Linked DNA regions of Mus musculus: all the other regions are linked to region 2. A link is a contact called in public promoter capture Hi-C data. All regions are on one chromosome and are shown on one strand. Each heading gives the region's core, a stretch centred on a gene start, on an enhancer-like site or on the middle of the called end of the contact. The rest is flanking DNA. Distances are from core to core; before and after follow the strand shown. Region 1 holds the start of Mybpc1 (myosin binding protein C, slow-type). Region 2 holds the start of Syn3 (synapsin III). Region 3 holds the start of Spic (Spi-C transcription factor (Spi-1/PU.1 related)).

Region 1 (4,336 bases), core at 1,643-4,142, 2.1 Mb after region 2:
GGAAATATACTAATTCTTTCCCACTAGATTTTCTCCTTGAGGTTCAAAGCTGCAGCCATCTTTCTCTTCCTTAGAATGACCCACTACCCGAAGAACTGACACCAGATTCCATGAACTAGGCCACAGCAGGTTGGAAGCATCTAAGTGAGATGTCTTTTGCACCTTTAGGTGCTGAAAACTCGGTCTCTTTGCCAGATCCTATCAAGACTCCCAGCCTACTGTTCCCAGCTGTGGAGGAGAAGGAAGATTCGTCAAGGCCAGAGGAGCTGTTCTTTGGAGGAGTGTCTACAGGTAGTTTGTGAAGCAAGGCATGTTTTATTCTTGGTGCTGTCGTTCACAGGGTGGCTTCAGTGGAATTAAAGCCAACAGCGTTGACTGTGAAACCATCTACAGGGTGTGTGGCTGCTACAGGCTAGAGCAGCACAGAAATTATCACGTTCTTCAGGGTGTAAAAGTCAGTGGTCCTTAAAGGCGACATTCTTATGAAGACAAACTAAAGATGCAGCTCCTTTAACAATCATTTCTGCTGGTAAGGGAATTTTAAAAGGACATCGCTGTACTTCCTTGATGGCTTTTAAAAATATCAGTGATGCTTTGGGGGATGCCACTTCCCACCAGCCAAATTTAAACTAAGCAAAGAATCTATGGGTATAAGATTACTGTCCTGGGTGGAGGGGCCCCTACACAGACTATAAAACATAGTTTGACAGCAAAAGAAACTTGTGGAGACTTTAGTCTTCATGGGCATTTATATTTTAAATGTATAAAATATATATGAGTACAAAAAAATTATATCTTCTTTCTAAGCTCTCTAATCTCATTCTTTCTAAATGCAGAATAGATTTGGATCAAGTCGTCAAAGCAAACACAAACCAACCCTTTCATCCAGCAGGCAGAATAATTGAATTTGCTTTATTGGTTCCGCAGCCTAGCACCTGACTTATTAATCTTCGAGCTTTCTTGTTGTTTTCAGTTGGGATTTCAAACAACAGATGCCGTTCAGACCGTTTTAAAATAATCTTCTGTTTTCAGTTAGGAACCATAAAAGGCGTTTCATCCAAGTAAGCCTTGAAGAGGCAGGTCAAGTGACCCATCAGATAAAAGGGACATTTAATACTCATGTAAATCATTTGCATTACAAAGAAGACACTTTCGCAGGGGTTGGACACACACACACACACACACACACACACACACACACACATTTCCCCCCGGAGTTGGGATTAAGTTCCCATATTAATGCATGCATTTGGTGTGGTTATTTTGGGAGAAAGACTTCATCCATCAATGCTCCCTGCCACTAAATAGGGCCAACCTGTAACTGATCACCCCAACCTGTCAGCACTGACTACCTAATTACATAAAGAAAAAATACTTAAAAGCCTTTTCAGAACTCGGTTAGTAGCTCAACTTCAGCTTTAACATGTGGCATCTCTTGCAAAGTTCTTCACAATAACGGCAACAAACACTTTTCAAGATTAAAAATGAAAAGTCTAAATATTGTTTTTTATGTTCACCTCTAAGCCTGTGTACGTGTGTCTGTGTGTGTGCAAGTATGCTTTTATTTACAGAGGAGAAATAAAAAAAAAAAAAAGATTCAAAAAGCCCAAGTGAAACGGATTTGATTCAAATATTTGCATTTTTGTATTAGTTCCAAAGAAGCAAAACATCAAAAACTTGGCTTGTCAAAAACTTGGCTCATCAAAAACTTGGCTCAAGACTCAAAGGTATTCCTCTCCTCTGCAGTCTTTAGTAAGGGGTGAAAGATTTATGTCATCCCAAGGGAAACCAGAGTATGAGGTAATAGTTATAAAAGATGTTTCCACTAGAAGTTAATGTATTAATGAGAATGTACATTTTCATTATTTTCATAACCTCTAACACTAATTTAATTCCATTACTAACCAGAAATTTTAAAATACTGATCTTTTTATAGAAAGGAGAAGTTTTTCTTCTAATGAAGACTACTCTTTAATTGTCTTTCGTTTTTATTCTTAGTTATTTTCTTAAAGGCTACATATTTTAAGATTGTATGCCGCAAAACTCAGGAGAGGTGCAACCTACCACTCATATTCAGAAAAAATTTCTTTCCCAGCAAGAAATTTCAAAGCTGGGCTCCCAAAGGACAATCAAAGAAGAATTCTTATTTGTATATTTCAAATGCCTTTCTGTGAAAAAGAAGAAAAACTACAAATAATATCACAGATTCTTATTATTTGAAAACTTGACCAAATTTATAAAGTGCTTGAAAAAACATCCGATGTTCCAAGCACTGCACACTGCAAACACAAGGTGGAAATTTAGAGAAACAAAGTTAAAAAAAAAACAGCTTGAAAATGCAGCCTTCTTACCGTGAGCAGTTAACATCTTTCATGTAAGCATTTTAAGGACCTTTTGAAATTGAATAATACATTTTCCATTTAATCATTGGAATCAATATAACTTTATAAACTTTTTCAGATATTTCTCAGTTAATTATATAGTCTTCTGGTCTTTTCACACCCATTTTTTAAAATCTTTGTACCCCAGTAATTCTACTGTTTTATAGTCTTTTTTTAAAAAACAATCAGACAACTGTTTAAAAATAAATACTAAAATAAATATTAGAGACCATAAGAAGAATATTTATAGGTGTTCTTACCCTCTTTCTTAGTGGGTTCTGGCATGACCACAACAAAAGATTACTCTCCAAAAGGTTTTCTCCTTTCTAGCAGCGGTTGACAGAAACCCCAAGGGCAGCAGAGAGATGGTGTGGGTCAGTGTGACAAGCAGCTGCTTAGAGGTGGACCGGTTTTATACAGGCTCCGACCATCAATCATGTTGGCGCCTCCCTACTTCGGCACAAGGATGCTGAAACCTGACAGCTCTGGGACCTTTCTCACATCTGTTGTCTGCGCTCCGCTCTCCCGCCTGCTGGAAGGACTCTCCTGTCCGTCTCGTGTGGCAGATGCGAGCATCTCTAACTTTCTAAATTCAGCTGTGCCTCGTGCTCTTTCCTGTTCTCTGCCTGTTCCACAGAAGCGTGTGCCGACTCAGCAGTGCACGGAGTTTTCTGGGCGATGAAATAAATAGATGAAAATCATACTACATGAGCCTGGCTTCTCTCTTAATTTTTATTAAAACTTTTTTTAAGGTATATTAAGAAGATCATTTTTATGCCCACATTATTTGTTCATTTTCCTTATTTCTTAGTTAATGAGATTAAAAATTTTTATTGTATTTCTACACCAATGTTAACTAGTCAGTTAAATATTTTGTTTCATTCTCTCTACTAAGAATAGCAAAGCTGTCTATTTTAGGATACATTGCTCTTGCAACATTTTCAAGAGACAGATATTCTTTTTAAAATTACAAGCATATAAACAAGAATGGAACAAACAGATATGCCACAATGTGAATAGAACTTGAGAGAAACCAGCAATAAAATATAGGTTATACAGTCAAGTTATCCAACCATACTTTCATGAAATATCCTGCCTAGGTAAACATATAACATTGGCAAATAACTTAAGTGATTGTCACAGGCTAGGGGAAGTAGAATTAGAACTGAAGGCACATGAATGCAAAGCTTTTCCTGGCAATGATGAAGGTGTTCTGGAATTGGAGTGTGGGAATGGTTTCATAGCTTTGTGAAATACACACACACACACACACACACACACACACACACACACACACACACACACCACTAAACTGTACATGTGCAACATAAGTAAAGAAAGTCAGATAGACCAGACAATGTTTTGATTCACGGTGACAAATGGCTTCCCCAGAACACCATGAGTAAACAGAACAGTGATTATTAAGATGGCAAATGGGCCCAAAAATATAATCCAAGACAGTCACAGAAGGTATCAGACTTGGTCACTTAGCCTGAAACCTAGAGGAACTAATGAGACCACATGTGTTTTTAACAGAATGTCCCGAACCAGCCACATTGTCTCGGTTAATTTCCCCTGTGACTGAGAGCACAGCTGGGCAGACTTAGTTCTACCAAGCACCGTGCCAAGCTAGGTTTTCATATACGGATGGGAACTCTAGCTCTCAATAGCATCATGAGTTAGCTATGCGGGAAGTCAGAGAGGCAGGCTGGACAGCACTTTCAACGAATACCCCCCTGTTAAGAAAGCCTTCTCTTGTTCTACTGAACACGCCATTCGCCTTTCAAACAGACTCTTTGCTCTTAGATGACAATGGGTTAATGTCAACCACAGAACAGTATATTCTGAATATCACGTTAGACCTGGCTTGAAAGAAGGACAAAGAGCCTACCTGTGTCTACCATGGGGATGTCAGTTAATACATTAAAAGAGTTAAAGAATCTAGAATCTAAAGT
Region 2 (4,024 bases), core at 100-2,599:
TATCCAACTCCCCAAGGGCTATCCCCGATGACAAGATAGAGGCCACAGCTTCCAATACAATGACAGGAGCAAGCATCACATGACAGCATCTCCCTGCCTGAATTCATGCCCAGAAGCTAGGGTTACAGAGCCCCTGTCAGATAGTCAGCCTTAAGGGGCCAGAGTATTTGCAGCCACGTTGCCTGAAAACCAGCTTTTCACAACTTACTAGCTTGAAGATGCCAGCTCCAGTCACTGTCCACAGAGCTAGCAGAGTGGCTGTGGGATCAGCTGGAATTCTTTCCCAGCCTCCCGTGTCCTAGGATAAACTTGTCAGGCTGCATGCATCTCTAGATTGTGTACATTTTTGGCTAGCCCCTTCTACCTTGCAGTTTAGGTCCCATCTGCAAGTCCTGGTTCTACTGTGCAATCTGCTGTTTGATTAGCTGAGATTCTGAGTTCTTCACTTCTTTCGTCTGCACATGGGAAAATCTACCTGAAATTCTTCCTGTCCCTGATGCCTCTGATTCCACAGCTCTCAGGCTGGCAAACTCTCCAGTCTCTGTGTGTCTTCCAGGCTGCATCACGACCCACCCACCTCTTGCTGTCTGCACTACACCACACTGCAATCCCTCCTATCCTATCATCCCTGGTAGGCCCCAGCAACTCCTGAGATTCCTTTAAGGCCGCTAGAGCTGAGAGCATAGTGTCTGGCTTACAGCCAAGTAAGTCATGAATAAATAACCAGGGCGCTCCAGCAGTGTTAGTCTTAGCCTGGCCAGGAAAACCCTCCAAGGTTTTTTCCTTCGTCTCAGGATAGCTGGAAATAGAAGACTGCGCAACAGATCTGAGCCCCAGACCCAAGGCAACAGGTCCTGAGGGACCTGCCTAGAGCAGGTGCTGGGATCCAGTGCAGAGCACCAGTATCTGTTGTGGTCTCAGCTTCCCAGAGGAAGCTCTTTTCCGGGACAGGTCTGGATGTTGGGTTGAATACCTCAGTAGTCATAGCTTTGAGGGCCCCAGGGTTCCGGTACTCTACAGGGACCAGTGCTAGGGACCGGCAGCAGCAGCCTGGGACCGGAGGGTGGCACTCCGGGCTCACGGAGCACCTGCACCCCACCAACATGCAGCATCAACATTCGGCTAACAAAAGAGAGAGCTTATGGGGAAGTAGCACTGCCCGAGGACGCACCAACAGCTCGGATTCGGGGTGAGTGCTCCCTAAGGCCAGAAAACCCACCTACTCCACTTTGCCTTGGCTTACCGACAGTGCCAGCTACGGTGGCCCGTGTGTACCTCGGACTGGCGCCGCCAATTACAGGATCTGCGGGAGCGCTGCAGCTTGCGCGCTCTGCCTCTGCCCTGCACAGTACGTGAGCGCCTCCTCTGGGCAGACTGGTCTCCCTACGCCGGAGAGCCCATTGGCTGGGCCAACAGGGGCCCTGCATCCAGGCCCGCCCCTCAAGCCCCTCCTTTCTCAGTCTCTAGGCTTTCCCTCGCCAGCCAGGTAGGGAAAGTTGCTAGAGCAAGCAAGCTTTGCTGTTGCTGGCCTCAAGTGGCCAAGTGGACGATCTTTCTTCATCCCAGGAGGATTGAGATGCCCCTCAGGGAGTGTGAATAATGCAGTTCAGTATCCTAGGAAGCCAGCTTGGAGAAAGTCACCTGACTTCCCTGGGCCTTAGTAGGAGCTTCTGAGAGACCAGTGAGTCAGCTGTCAGCAAATGTCATAGGAGTACAAGCACAAGGAGCTAAGCTCTTACCCTGGCTGGGGATGGCATGAGGAGGAGTTGGTTACATACAAGTGCACAAACAAAAGATAATGTCAGCTTGCTGTAAACTGATAGAGATGTGTAATGAGAACACAAAAGGGATGTCGGGACTATGCCAGGCCTCTCCATAGAGGAGATTTGTGAGATGAGAATTAAGACTACAAGGTTAAAAGAAATTACAGATTGGAAAATAAGGCAATTGAAAAGCTTAACCAGCACAGAATGGGAGGATATTTGGCAGGTCCCTGTCTCATGTGTCACTTCTATGCCTCAAGGTCCCTCAGAAATTCAAAGCAGGTCTCCTTTAAGGCTCTCTGTCCTCCAGTATTTGGTTTGATTTTAGAGACAGGGTTTCTCTATGTAGTTCTGGCTGGCCTGGAACTCACTATGTAGACCAGGCTGGCCTCAAACTCATAGAGGTCCACCTGCCTCTGTCTCTTGAGTGCTGAGTTAAAAGACACGTGACACCACATCCATTTCTAGCTGCAATATAAAGACCTATAAATGTAGTTATTTAAAAAAAAAACACCACTGGTGTTAAAGGTGCACAGAAAAAGTACTTGGAAAAATGGAAGGGGAATTCTTGCCAGGACAAGAATTCTAAAGAACCTTCCGTTTCTAAGGAAGGAAGGAGTTGGACAAAGGTTTAGAAGAGAAGCCAGGCAAATTACTGCACGAGTACTTATGTTTGATTGCACTATATATAAGAAAAGGTGCAGATTCAATGCAGGGTCAGTGTTTGCTGAGCAGTGCTCAGTATACATCACCAAGGGTTTTTCCATTAATGGTATTCTTCCATCATGCCCTGGAGGTCAGTGCCACTTAGCATTTTTATTTCTGTGCATGAACCTTGAATAATGAAAGAGGCCTACAAACAGTAATCAGCCCCCGGAGAAGCAATCCCTTTGCCCCTACTGTTCTCACCTGAAAGGTTTAAATTCGGAGAAACAGCAGATGATTTCATAAATCTCTGGGTTTGGCCCTGTAGGTTGTACAAGGACTTGTGAGGTAGAAGATGCCAAGTCATTGCTTCTCAACCATCAGCAGCAGCAAGCTGAGCACCAGCTAAAGGATTGCTTTCTAGAAAATGTCATTTATTTTTTACTTCCATATATTTTAAAAATGAGTTACTTATTTTTAATTATGTGTATGTAGGCTTGTGAACATGAGTACAGGTTCCTGTAGAGATGCAGAGATCAGAGAAAGGGACCTGCCTGGAGCAGGGGTTACACCTGGGTGCTTAGAACTGAACTCAGGCCTCCTGCAAGGGCAGTGCATACTCTTAACCACTGAACCATATCTCCACTCCCTGTATCTCTCCATCTTTTTGATGGTTAATTTTCACTGCGTGAAAGCCTGACTATTCCCCGGGACAGAATCTTCCACAGTTTGTCCCATCTGCCATTCACCTCCAATCCTTAGGACAGAATGCTCACTCAACCAATAGTAACAAAAGAAGAAGATAGATTGTACAGGAGGCTGCTCAGGGTGACAATGACAGCGGCAGCATTCTAAAGAGACTGGACCATGCAGTCCTGAATCACAGTGGCCAGACCCAGTGCTCCCATGATCTCTGCCTGTTCCTCAAGTTTCATCCTTCTGGCCACCCTGTACCTCACCCTACCATTTTTCCTTGTGAATCTTCATCTCTGCATTCATCCACTTTCTTTCATTAGTCACCCGATCATTTCTGTTGTTTTGTACCAAGACCTTGATGGATGCAGGAAAGAAAGAGTGCCTCAAACAATAGCAAATGAACAGTTTAGAACAGGGTTCTGTGTAAAGGCAAATGTCTACATGGTAACAGGTGTACACATTCCTTCATCACTTCATAAAAAAAAAATCACACCCTGAAAGATGGTGATAGTAGTAGCATTTGAAGATGATATTTATATTTGAAAAGAACCTAAATATACTGTTCTTAGTGCAACTAAAAAGGGTGAGCTAGCTCTTTTCATAACAAACTGTTCTAGATACAGGCTCTCTACTGTAAGGTTTACAGCTTGCAATTATTTCACATTTCATATGCATAGCTTGTAGTTGACAGAGCTGTGGCTGGAGCCTGGCTTCTAACTCACGACAGCTCGGGATTTACTGGGTTATAGCTTGGCTCTGCTTGTCAGCAAGGGTAAAATTGTTCCGTTGTCATTGTCTACACATGGCAAGATTTTTAAGACGATTGCAAGTTTCTATTTTTCAGTAATTCTTTAAAAGATCTACATGATTCAAGAGGAATTATGGGATGGGGAAATGGATCAGTGAGTGGAGCGCTTGCT
Region 3 (4,366 bases), core at 972-3,471, 2.2 Mb after region 2:
ATGAACACCTGGCCCAGGAAATGTTTTGGTTTAGTTTGGTTTTTGGGTTTTTTTTTTTTGTTTTTGTTTTTGTTTTTGTTTTTTTGAAAATGTTATGAATGCAAGATGCCACAATCTGAATATTTCACTTTTCTATCACTGTGTGTGTGTGTGTGTGTGTGTGTGTGTGTGTGTGTGTGTGTGTGTGAGAGAGAGAGAGAGAGAGGGAGAGAGAGAGAGAGAGAGAGAGCAGGCATGCACATGAAGCTGCTCTTGCATGCTTATGTATAGAGAGCAGAAGTTGATGCCCAGTGTCTTCCTCCGCCACTCTCTTCCTTACATAAGGAAGCAGGATCTCTCATGTGCCCCAGAGCTTGCTGATTGGGTCTAGTTAACCAGCTGGTGCCGCCTGTCTCATGTCTCGAGGTTACAGGAGGCTACCACACCCTGACAAACTATACTCGTTTGGTCTCTGGTACTAGGATAAAACACCCTGACCAAAGCAACTTGAGAGACAAGGCTTTATTTCATCTAACCTTCCTTTGACATCATCCAGGGTTGTCAGGACATACACCACAGAGGATGTACTTGTTCAGCTTGCTCGCTTTCTTACCTAACTCAGGACCACCTGCCGAGGGGGGTAGCATCACCTGCAGTGGTCAAAGCCCCTCTCACATAAAATCATTAATTAATAAAAAGATCTACAGGCTGACCCATAAGCCAGCTTAATTGAGACATTTCCTCAATTAAGTTTCTTCTTCCCAGATGACTTTGTACTCAGGCAGCAAAAACCTAACTAGTGGGAGTTCTGGAAATTTAAACTCTGGTCTTCAAGTTCACAGCAGAAGCACATTTGCCTGCAGAGCCATTGACTCGGCTCCTCTAACTTCTTAAATGTGAAGACAGCTGATGTTAATCACTGTCGCTGCGTAATTGATGACACAGAAATAACTGGAACATATTTAAGAATTCCAACGACTTATTTTATACACGGGGCATGGTGGTGTAGAGTTCCAGTAAACACTGGGTTTCTGTGAGTTAGAGGCTGTGTGTGACTTTTTCTTTTTTTCTCAAGGAAGAAAGATTCACGCTATTATTATCCCTTCTTGAGATTTGTATTTTCTCTAAGACACCGGTTGTCAGAGATGACCTTAAGTTCTCCATCCTCATGTGACTTGCTGAATGGTGTAACAAAGAAAAGCCACATAAGAAAGTGTGGGACTTTAACACAGATTACTTCATCATTAAACATAGGCTCAAGTTCTTACCCTGTAATCCTAGCTGATACTCTTTAGTATTACTTAATATTCAACATTTAATACTGATTAATACAGTGAGATGACAATACATCATCTTTGCACTAGATCACTTAAAAGAAAACATAAGAAGCCAGGCGTTGGTGGCGCACACCTTTAATCCCAGCACTTGGAAGGCAGAGGCAGGCGGATTTCTGAGTTCGAGGCCAGCCTGATCTACAGAGTGAGTTCCAGGACAGCCAGGGCTATAGAGAGAAACCCTGTCTCGAAAAAAAAAAAAAAAAAAGAAAGAAAAAAAGAAAAGAAAATGTATAAATTATAGTTTAGGCTATGTTCTTTTTTTGGGGGTGGGGTGGGGGGTGATCTCTTTACTCTTTTCACACAATGACAGTGTAGCCTGGTCTAAGATCACACACTCATTCTGTAGTCCAAACTGGTCTTAAACTTGCCAATCTTCTTGTATCAGCCTCCCAAATGCTGAGATTGTCGTCGTGCGCTAGCCCACCCATCAAATGAATACTATCAGTGTTAGGTATTTTTTAAAAAGCCATTCATGACTTTTAAACTATGACCTCACCCTGTAGTGCTGAAGGTTATTGTATTTTGAACTCACTCTTTAACAGCGCCTAGAGTATGAGAATAGAAGCAAACTCTTTTTACTAGCTCCCGAAAACAAGGTTTCTATGAACTGTAAATAAAGGAGCTTAATCAGTTTAATTAGAGTTTGTGTTATAAAGACCCACAGCCTCTACAGCCTCAAGCCTGCCTTTCCATTCCAAGCAGTATTTCAACTGATGATTCAGCTTTAGCTTATCAATGGCTTACTATTTCTCGCAGCGGAACAGACAGTAAAACAATAGCCCAAGAAACATTCATCCCAAGGAGAAAATGGAACACTTAATACAAAGGTTCAGGGAAGACATAAACTGAACACTTACCAGGAAAACCAAGTGGCGATATCTGTACTGAAATGTCAAGGACGCTATCAACAACACCCTGGCAGAGTCGCATTAAATAGCTATTTTTTAAGGAAGTGCTGCAAAGGGGATTTTTTTTAAAAGGCACAGTGCCTGCATAATTCTACTTCTTGATGTGACCAAGTAAGACACCAGGGGCTATTATTTTGAAAGGACATGTAATAGTTAGCATTCTCTGGGGCATTAGAATCAAACTCAAGGCTCAGCACCCAGTCCCCACAACATTCTCCCCCCCCCCCCAACACTCCACTCACTCCTCTGAGCTGCTAACTCCATCCAGAAACCTCTGACCTTAGCCACCCCTCTTTTCTCACTTATATCATCTCTCCCAGTTTTGGACTTCACACTCTAGACTATGGACTTCTTCTCAACAGCCTGCCTACGAGCCCTTTAGATCAGGCTCCCCACAATAAACCAGCACTTGATTGTAACCCTTCCTTTGAGACTTAGAGCCCCAGCCCCCACATGACAGCATTTGGTGTGACCAACCTAAAGCTTAGTTCTCACAGTTGACTCAAGAGGGAGTTTAAAGGAGACCTGAGACAAAGTCAAGACTCTTACGTTCAAACCTGATGAGCTACGTTCAGCTCCCAAACTTACAGAGTGGAAGAGAGAACTGACTCCTTCAAAAGACTAATTGTAGTATCACACTCAGTATCAGGCTTACGTACTACTCAGGAGAGGCGGGAGGACCACTGTACGTTTAAGAACAGCCTGGGCTACATCACATCACAAGAAGGAAAGGGCTACAACTCAAGAAAAGAAAGGAAAAGAAAAGGGGAGATGACTCAGAAGTTAAGAACACTGGCTGCAGACTGGAGAGATGGCCCAGCCGTTAAGAGCACTGACTGCTCTACCGAAGGTCCTGAGTTCAAGTCCCAGCAAACTACAAGGTGGCTCACAACCATCCATAATGAGATCTGACATCCTTTTCTGGTGACAGCTACAGTGCATTTACATATAATAAATAAATCTTTGGGCTGGAGCAAGCAGGGCTGGAGCTCAATTCCCATCAACCATATGATGGCTCACAACCATCAGCTACAGTGAGCTCTTCAGCTATAGTGTGCTCATCAGCTACACAGTGTGCCATCATCCACAGTGTGCCATCATCCGCAGTGTGCCATCATCCACAGTGTGCCATCATCTAGTGTGCCATCATTCACAGTGTGCCATCATCCAGTGTGCCATCATCCACAGTGTGCCATCATCCACAGTGTGCCATCATCCACAGTGTGCCATCATCCGCAGTGTGCCATCATCCACAGTGTGCCATCATCCACAGTGTGCCATCATCCACAGTGTGCCATCATCTAGTGTGCCATCATTCACAGTGTGCCATCATCCAGTGTGCCATCATCCACAGTGTGCCATCATCCACAGTGTGCCATCATCCACTGTGCCATCATCCACAGTGTGCCATCATCCACTGTGCCATCATCCACAGTGTGCCATCATCCACTGTGCCATCATCCACTGTGCCATCATCCACAGTGTGCCATCACCCACAGTGTGCCATCATCCAGTGTGCCATCAGTCACAGTGCGCCATCATCCACAGTGTGCCATCATCCAGTATGCCATCAGTCACAGTGTGACATCAGCCACAGTGTGCCCATCACAACCATCTGCCATCTGTACAGCTACATGGCGATGCCCAGCCCACCCTGCATCTCCTGGTCTAAACACACAAAGTGTGTGTCTGTGTGTGTGATAGAGAGAGAGATGGGGGGAGGATAAGAGAAGCAAGAAAAGGAGAAGGAGAAAGACCTAGAAATCTAGACTATTCTCTTTCCTTGGCATTGAGATTGCTTTACACAGAAGGGCACCTAAATGATCCACTCTCTGGATAGCTGATGTTTCTCAGATACTGCAGGCATGGATGAAGAGCAGCAAAGCTTACTTAGCTCTAAGGTTAGGTACACACCCTTCCCATGCATCCAGTTCACTTACCTGTCCAACACTGTGTCCGCCAGTGCAAGATGGGGACAAACTCCTCTGGCATCCTCTGGTTTGACTGACACAGACTTGACTTGGACCTACTTTTAAGCACTTTCCCATTTGGCCGGGGGACATCCAAACAAGCAAGTAAACAAAAGAATCAGTAAATCTTGTGGGTGGGAAGGTCAAGAAGGGCGTGTGCTCACCTTTGAGA

Evidence for each region. Promoter capture Hi-C pulls out the DNA fragments that hold promoters and counts their contacts.
Region 1: a contact with region 2 is called in a promoter capture Hi-C map of liver, with 5 times the contacts expected there. The contact joins the promoter of Mybpc1 here to the promoter of Syn3 in region 2. A contact is called at or near these places in 4 of 39 promoter capture datasets (hippocampal neurons, liver and pre-B cells).
Region 3: a contact with region 2 is called in a promoter capture Hi-C map of pre-B cells, with 7 times the contacts expected there. The contact joins the promoter of Spic here to the promoter of Syn3 in region 2. A contact is called at or near these places in 3 of 39 promoter capture datasets (the C10 cell line, liver and pre-B cells) and 1 of 9 other capture datasets (pancreatic islet).

What each region holds. Positions count from the first base shown.
Region 1 is chr10:88,602,260-88,606,595 of GRCm38.p6, forward strand. It overlaps Mybpc1 (myosin binding protein C, slow-type), which reads right to left and starts at 2,893. Exons shown (of 29, transcript NM_175418.5): 1 at 2,642-2,893. The coding sequence starts at 2,666.
Region 2 is chr10:86,497,547-86,501,570 of GRCm38.p6, forward strand. It overlaps Syn3 (synapsin III), which reads right to left and starts at 1,350. Exons shown (of 14, transcript NM_013722.3): 1 at 1,244-1,350.
Region 3 is chr10:88,680,802-88,685,167 of GRCm38.p6, forward strand. Spic (Spi-C transcription factor (Spi-1/PU.1 related)) reads right to left here and starts at 2,222. Exons shown (of 6, transcript NM_011461.3): 1 at 2,174-2,222.